Linked DNA regions of Mus musculus: region 2 is linked to region 1. A link is a contact called in public HiChIP or PLAC-seq data. All regions are on one chromosome and are shown on one strand. Each heading gives the region's core, a stretch centred on a gene start, on an enhancer-like site or on the middle of the called end of the contact. The rest is flanking DNA. Distances are from core to core; before and after follow the strand shown. Region 1 overlaps Dtnb (dystrobrevin, beta). Region 2 overlaps Dnmt3a (DNA methyltransferase 3A).

What was found. HiChIP or PLAC-seq counts read pairs in DNA pulled down with a chosen protein or histone mark.
Region 2: an H3K27ac HiChIP or PLAC-seq map of embryonic stem cells shows a contact between it and region 1, with 5 read pairs. The contact joins two enhancer-like sites. A contact is called at or near these places in 1 of 115 datasets of contacts at active chromatin or transcription factors (embryonic stem cells) and 2 of 9 other capture datasets (embryonic stem cells and liver).

What each region holds. Positions count from the first base shown.
Region 1 is chr12:3,601,038-3,604,968 of GRCm38.p6, reverse strand. All of the region lies in intron 4 of Dtnb (dystrobrevin, beta), which reads right to left. Among named protein-coding and RNA genes, the nearest start is that of Dtnb, 31 kb to the right of the region's middle. Within about 2 kb of position 1,963, at least 7 of the 459 cell types and tissues checked have an H3K27ac peak or open chromatin away from gene starts, as enhancers often do. A contact at or near this core is called in embryonic stem cells, where this site is marked.
Region 2 is chr12:3,869,577-3,873,507 of GRCm38.p6, reverse strand. Dnmt3a (DNA methyltransferase 3A) reads right to left here. Exons shown (of 23, transcript NM_007872.4): 5 at 630-673; 6 at 80-226. Among named protein-coding and RNA genes, the nearest start is that of Dnmt3aos, 9.3 kb to the right of the region's middle. Within about 2 kb of position 1,682, at least 157 of the 459 cell types and tissues checked have an H3K27ac peak or open chromatin away from gene starts, as enhancers often do. A contact at or near this core is called in embryonic stem cells, where this site is marked.

The DNA of each region.
Region 1 (3,931 bases), core at 714-3,213:
TTCAGCACAACGGAGTGCCCCCCCCCCCCCCCCCCGTCTCTCTGTGCTGGCCAGGCAAAGCTGTAGCTAGCTCCCAAGGTGTCATGGGATCACGATTGTTGGGCTCTTCCTAAAATGAGGTAAATTTAAAGAAACTAAACCACCGAGTGAGAAACATTAAAGAAAAAAAGATAGAAGTCATTATGCCAATAGTCAGAAAAAAGAGAAAAATATGAGACAACATTTGAAGAAATAATGGGCTTCAAGAAATGACAAACTGATTCTAAACAACACTTCTATGAAGCAAAGGAAGAGAGAAGAGAGAGGGGAGGGTAAGAAAAGGTGATCTGATGTATCAAAAGATGGCCTAGTCGGCCATCACTGGAAAAAGAGGCCCATTGGACACGCAAACTTTGTATGCCCCAGTACAGGGGAACGCCAGGGCCAAAAAGGGGGAGTGAGTGGGTAGGGGAGTGGGGGTGGGTGGGTATGGGGGACTTTTGGTATAGCATTGGAAATGTAAATGAGCTAAATACCTAATAAAAAATGGAAAAAAAAAAAAAAGAAAGAAAAGGTGATCTGGAAAACACCTGCTTACCAACAAGAGTAAATGAGTTACCGACACAGGAGCCACTGGAGGCTCAGGTAGTAAGCCTGTGTACTCCACAGTACCTGCAATCACCCTGTCCTTGCAAGGGACTGGGGTTTCTGAGGGAGGACCCATGTTACTTTGCATGGAAACCCCTGAAGCATACCTGGTGGTATGCAAAGGATGTCAGGACCTCAGACAAGGACAGAATCAGAACTGGGATGGAGGTCATCCTGGATCGCCAGGGTCTCTAGGCACCTGGCATAAGCACACAGGTATCCCCACCTAGAGAAAAAGTCCCCAAGATCTCAACTGTCAAATAGTAACAATTAAAATATTAATGGTACCATGTAACATTTGGCAGATAATAAGTAAAAATAACTCAGATAGGAAGATACTACAAGTAAAAAATAGAAATGACAAGTAATACAAAAACCACCAAATAAAATCAAGGTATTAGCCAGGCTGAGGTGAAAGAATGAAGCTTAGCTGGGCGGTTGGTGGCGCACGCCTTTAATCCCAGCACTCGGGAGGCAAAGGCAGGAGGATTTCTGAGTTCGAGGTCAGCCTGGTCTACAAAGTGAGCTCCAGGACAGCCAGAGCTATAAAGAGAAACCCTGTCTCAAAAAAACAAAACAAAACAAAAAAACAAACAAAAAACAACAAAAAAAGAAGCTTATCCTATTCAAGGAATAAGAAACAGTGATAAAATATTTGGCAGAGAATTGGATTTTTTTTTTAACTTTCAAAAATGTGACTCTTGCTTGGCAGTTGGTTGTGTATGTGTTTAACTCCAAGGAGGCAGAGACTGTCAGATCTCTGTGAATTCGAGGCCAGACTGGTCTACAGACTGAGTTCCAAGACAGCCAAGGCTACACAGAGAAACCTTGTCACGAAAATCAAAATAAATACATAAAAATATTTTTAAATGTGACTCAGAGATTCTTAAACTAAAAAGAAACAATTAATACTTTTAGTGTTAATTAAAGGCTTAAATGTAGGTTAAATGCTTGTCTATGGAAAGTAAGTATCCGGAAAACATACTGGAAGCAAAAGTCCAGAATAAAGTCCAAATAGGAAACATGGTAAATTCACAAAAGATGGTAAGAGACAATATGAAGGCTATAAGAAGGAACACCATACATCTTCACAGAGGGGGAGAAAACTGTAAAAAAGTATGAAAATAAAAGGAGAAAATTAAGCATCATCAACCTACTCAAAAACCTAAACAGAACAAATACAAAGAAAATCACAACATGCCTAGGTCACACTAGTTTAAAAACAAATTATAAATGTCTTAGAGGTTGCAAGAAACAGCTTAATATCAAGGATGCCAAGAGGACACACTCCTTTAACCTTGACAGAAGCCACAAGAACAGAAGTAGCATTCCTGAGCTGGGCGTGGTGATGCGCACCTGGAATCCCAGCACTCTGGGATAAAAGCAGGTGGATCTACCTTGAGGCGAAGCTAGCCTGGTCTACTTAGTAAGTCTCAGGAGAACCAGAGCTACCTAGTGCGACCCTGATTCAAAAAACAATCATCAAAAAGAAGTAACATTCTTAAAACATAGAAGAAGACCATTATCTATCAGCAACTGTATGCCAAGTGAAATAATCTTTAAGAATGAAGAAGGAGGGGAGGGAATGGGGGACTTTTGGGATAGCATTTGAAATGTAAATGAAGAAAATACCTAATTTAAAAAAAAAAGAAGTCCTTATTTTCTTTTGCAGAGCAAGGTAAATATGTTTAATAATAATATGCTGTATGTATTTCAAAATAGACAAAAAAATACCAAATGTTCTTCAAAGAAATGATGTATTTTCAGCTATCTTGATATGATCATCAGACAACTTAGAAATGCATCAAAAATTATAACATTGAAAACACAAACATTAAAATTACAACTTGTCAATCAAAAATAAAAGATATTATCTATTTTGTTTATTGGCATTTTAGCTTAAATGGTTGATTATAGAAATTTTACTATCCATCACTAAGACTTTAAACAAAATGTATACACAAGAGCTAAAGTAATACAGTAGATATTGATTAGAGGATATATAGAAAAGTATTTACTACACTTTCAAGAAGTATTGCTGGTTAATATATCCTGTTTTGTATGTCATCTTCAAAATAAAAATCTTTTTGAATGGCTGAAAAATATTTTTTTCTTCACATACAAAACTTAAGCAATAAATATCCCATAATTGAAAAAAAAATGAAGAAAAACTTTTAAAGAAAAACAATGAAAATACATAAAACTATGACACATGCAATGGAAAGCCTTCAGGTAGAAGGAAGTCATTCCTGCTGACAGCCGTCTTAAGTCTACTTATAATCAAACACATGGTGGTTATTTATGCAGTTGATATTATTTCACTTATTAGCAAACTTATGAATTAAATGATGTTGATGCTATTTTGTAATAAGCAGTCTAGGACTGTTGAGATGACTCAGCAAGTAAAGGCCTGACCAACTAAGTTTGATCCCCACATAATGGGAGAATCAGCTCCTTTAGACATCCTCTGACCTGCACACACTCACCATAGTACAAACACATCGGGTGAATAAATATAAGAACAAAAAATGTAAATGTCCGCTCAACAGCCAGGTGTGACCATGCACAATTATAATCCCACCCCTTGGGAGACACAGGCAAGATGATTGATTGCAAGTTAGAGACCAGCCTGGGCTACTCAAGAGAAACTATTTCAAAAACAAAAATTGGGGGCCCAGAGAGAGAATTCCATGGTTAAGAACACAGGCTGCTCTTCCAACAGTCCCAGGTTTGATTCCCAGCATTCATATGGTGGCTCCCAGCTATCTGTAACTCCAGTTCCAGGGAATCCAATGCCCTCTTCTGACCTGCCCAGCCACCAGGAACACATGTGATATAGATATACACTCAGGAAAACCACTCATACACATAAAATAATAGTAACAGTAAAAGAACTTTAAATGTCTGCTTAGTTTTAGAGATATACAAAACAAGAATGCACTATCCCAATAATATAAACAGACATAAAATACTTTAGAGTCTTTCATTAATCAGAAAAAGCATAACAGTATCAGTTAATATTAGGCTTTGAAAAATCAAAAATACATGTGACAGTCACTAAGATCAAAAAGAAAGACATAAAAATGATTTTTTTTTAAATAGGCACTGGTATGAGGGTGTCAGATCTCCTTGAACTGGAGTTACATACAGTTGTGAGCTGTCATGTGGGTGCTGGAAATTGAACCAGGGTCCTCTGGAAGGGTAGCCAGTGCTCTTAACCACTAAGCCATTTCTCCAGCCCCACAATAAAATAATTGTAAGGGTTATGACCAACTGCAATGCCTAACAGCCTTTTTATAACTAA
Region 2 (3,931 bases), core at 433-2,932, 270 kb before region 1:
AAAAGTCCCAGAGGGCGGCTGGAACTGGCTTTTGGTTTGCCAGTTCCACACTTGGCATCAAGGATAAAAGGCGTCTCACCTCCCTTTTCCAACGTGCCAGCCACTCATCCCGTTTCCGTTTGCTGATGTAGTAGGGGTCCCCTGCCTGGAAGGTGAGTCTTGGCATGGGTCGCTGACGGAGGCTGGACTCCCAGCCCAAGCCACCTCGCAGTCGGCCCCGGGAGCCCTAGGACAGAGAGACAGGCAGGTATTAAGGTGGGCACAGGTACTCTGCAGGGTTCATTCCTCCTGGAGGGGAAACTGAGAGGGGTCACTCATCCCAGAGTATAGAAATTCTGGTTCCTGGCCAGAGGGGCTGACCCTCTGAGGAGGGATTAGGAGTTGGCAGGGACTCATGAACAAGGCAGAGAGGGGAAGTGCTTGACCTCTGGAGGGGGATGAGCTGGCTGCCTCACTAGGGGACTTCCAACCTCCACCCCCACTTCCTCTCCCTCTCACAAGGAACAACCAAAGATGGGGCAGGACCCACCCTCGGGCCCCTCACACACACTCGCCACAGTCCATCAGAGAGGTGGTTTTCTTCTAGAATCAGGACCCACAGGGCCCCTGTGGGTGAGGAAAACACTTGCCTCCATTTTCATGGATTCGATGTTGGTCTGCTTCTGTTCTTTGCCTGTGGAAAGGGAAGAACAAGAGGACTGTTGACGGAGTCACGGGGGTGGCTCAGAGGAGCCTGGGGGCCTCCATGGGATCAGGGTCCTCCTAGTGTTTGCTTGTTCATGTGCCGTCCACACAGACCATACCCGTGTGCCAGGCAAGGCCTGGAGCAAAGAGACCCTGGTCCAGGTTCCGGGCCCAAGAACACAGGAAGAAGACAGAACTCAGGGGCATGGCTTCTGGCCTTTGGACCCTGGTCTCAAGTACACAAAAGGGGCTCTGAAGTAGCCATCACCTGCTGCTTGACCCCAGCCCTCACTCAGAGCGAGGGGCAGGAGGGAGGAGGGGCAGAGCAGGGGCAGGAGGGTGGAGGGGCAGAGCAGGGGTTGGGCTGAAGGAACCAGGCTGTTACTCCTTTCTCATGGGGTAGGAAAAGGTGTTGGGGCACAGACAATGGGCCAGTGGGAATAGACCCCAGGAAACAGCTCCAATTACAAACAGTTCTAAATGGTATGGCCCTGCTACCAACATGGAAACTGCCCTCCATTCCTGGCTCTTTCTCAGGTTAAGATAAGGATTTTTGGGGGTGGGGGATGGGGACAGGGTTGTTCCATGTAGCCCTGGCTGTCTAGGAATTTGCTCTGTAGCCTAGGCTGGTCTCAAACTCACTGAGATCTGCCTCTCTCAGGTGCTGGGATTAAAGGTATGTGCCACCCAGCTAAGTCTGGATCCCCTCTTCACCATGACCCCCCCCCCCCAACCTCTGCTGTGTCCTCACTGATCCAAAGTGACATGTTCTAAGGACTGGTGTGAGCAATGAGTGCATGAACAGGGCTTGGCGCACAGTAGGTACGTTGTCAGCATGCTTCCCTTCCCTAAGGAACTCCCTGATGCACACGTTTCTCTGTTTCTTTGGCTTTTCTCAAAGTTCCGGGACTGGGCACTGATCCCAGTTCCTGGGAGGGACATCTGGGCTGGGAGCAGCGGTCTCCACAGCGCCATCTTTAGGAAGGACTCTTTGTGCCCGCATAGGCCGGACACGAGGGCAGTGACATCTTCCTGCCATTTCTGCACGCTTCTCTGGCTCCTCTCCCGGCAGCTCCGCGGCAGGCAGCTGGCTGTATGGCTTTTCCTATTAAGTAGGGAAAATTCGGCCGCCTTTCTTCACCTAGGTGCCTCAATTCTTTTCTTTGAGACTGAGAAAATACAGGGCTTGGGCCCAGAGCAGGAAGGTCGCTAAGGTTGGCTCATGTAGCTTGGTGTGCATGGGGTGGGGGGTTGGAGGTGGGTGGGTACGAAAACAAAGAGCCCCAAACAGAAAAAAAACAGCCCCTGGTACATCTCCTAGCTCAGAAGTGGAAACCACCCACAGCATTTATGGCTCTGAATCTTTAGCTTGGATCTTTCCCCTACTGTCAACAGACAGACCTGAGGTTTCTCTCTGCACCTGCCCAGAACGCTCTGTATCGCCACGTGTGCCGGGCTCCATCTAGAGGGGCTGAAGGGAGGAAGGGAGGGAGGGAGGGAGAAAGAAGGGGAGGGCAGAGCCCCTGCTGGTTACCCCGTGGGCTGTGAACCCCGTGGTAGGCAGGCGTGTCGCTGGGCCTCGTGGAGGTGGTGTGTGGGAGGAGCGTGGTGGCTGTAACCCTTGTGTGGGTGGGGGGTGTACGCCCTCCCAGTACAGGGTACGTGGTTGGCCTTTTAAGGCATATCTCATCCACCACGTCTCTTCCTCCCCGTTTCCTCCATGTCCTCTCACCCACAAGTCTGCTCCCCACTTTCCACGGGGTTCCCCCTCAGGCCTGCTCTGGGCCTCCCACCTCTAGGGCAAGCCCCTCCCTCGGACCTCGGTGCTCAGCCCATGACCTAGGCTGCCAGAAGGGGGTGCCTGCCCTGGATCGCGGCTCCTGCTGAGGCTGCAACAGCTGCTGCAGCAACCATGCAGCAGCCAGAGGAGGGTAGTGAGTGAGGAATCCAAGCTGGCCCAGGCTATTAGACTATGTACGGGACCTAGGAGTTTCCTGAATATCACTCCTTCCTACCCCAGTGTTTTTTAACTACGTTTACCAGGACTGATTTATTCATTATTTTTTATTTTTATTTTTTGTTTTTTTCGAGACAGGGTTTCTCTGTGTAGCCCTGGCTGTCCTGGAACTCAGTTTGTAGACCAGGCTGGCCTTGACTTCAGCAGTCCACCTGCCTCTGCCTCCTGAGTGCTGGGATTAAAGGTGTGGGCCACCACTGTTTGGCCTGATTTATTCATTAGACTACAAGAAAATTTTACCTGAAAAGAAGACATGGTTGAGTTTGCTAAATATTTCACAACAGGCAACAGAGGCCGTGAGTGGATTTCAGGGCTTCTGACTGACCTGCACTGCCACCATTATCCCTTGTGTCCTTTGCCAGTCATCCAGGCCCGGAGTCTTCCAAATGGAGACTTCTTGAAAAAGTTTCCAACTGGCTTCTTTCTGGAATTTTTTCCCTGAAAGACTGCGCATACCTACATGAGCTTTCTCACTGTCAGTCACATGCACGCACGCGCTCACGCAAACACTCTTCCCCTCTCCAGTCTGGCCAGCAGACCACAAACTGTCTGTCTCTGAACACCAGAGCTCTTACTCCCATATGCTCCTGGCTCAGACTCAGGGTCCCTGGGCTAGGTGCCTGTGCCTTCCAGAGTGGCTCTGGAGGACAGGAACATGACTCCAAGTTACCTCAGGTCCTGGGGACAGAGGAGGTCAGGGGCTTCAAGCACTTAACCTGTTGGCCAGAGACTATCCAGTAAAGACTACTCCAAGTTCTCTTTACAGTGAGACAATATCCAGGTGACAGGGCAGGCGCTAGATTTACTCTAAGCATGGTTACTGGCTCGTGTTTGTCCTCACGCTCACTCTGAGCAGAGCAGCCTTGGCTGACTCTCAGCCCACTCCTCCGTTACTAGGTTTTATGTATCCTAATCTGGCCTCCAAAGCTATAAGACAAGAGTGACCTGAACTTCTGACCCTCGTGCCTCCACCTATCAAGTTCTGAGACTACAAGTGTGAGGTGCCACACCTGCCTTCCCTACTTTTTTCCCCATAAGAAAAGCAGAGAAAATCAGGTCGTCTTCACATGGCCCAAGGCTGAAGTGAGAGAAGAGGGCTCTCAGAAAGCATGAGGATCTTTGAGGGAGAGCTACAGATTCTGCGTCTTGGCTTCCCAGGTACTATGGACCACAGCTGGCCAGAGGACCCTGAGCAGTGGGGTAGAGCACACTGTACAGTAGAGGCAGGCA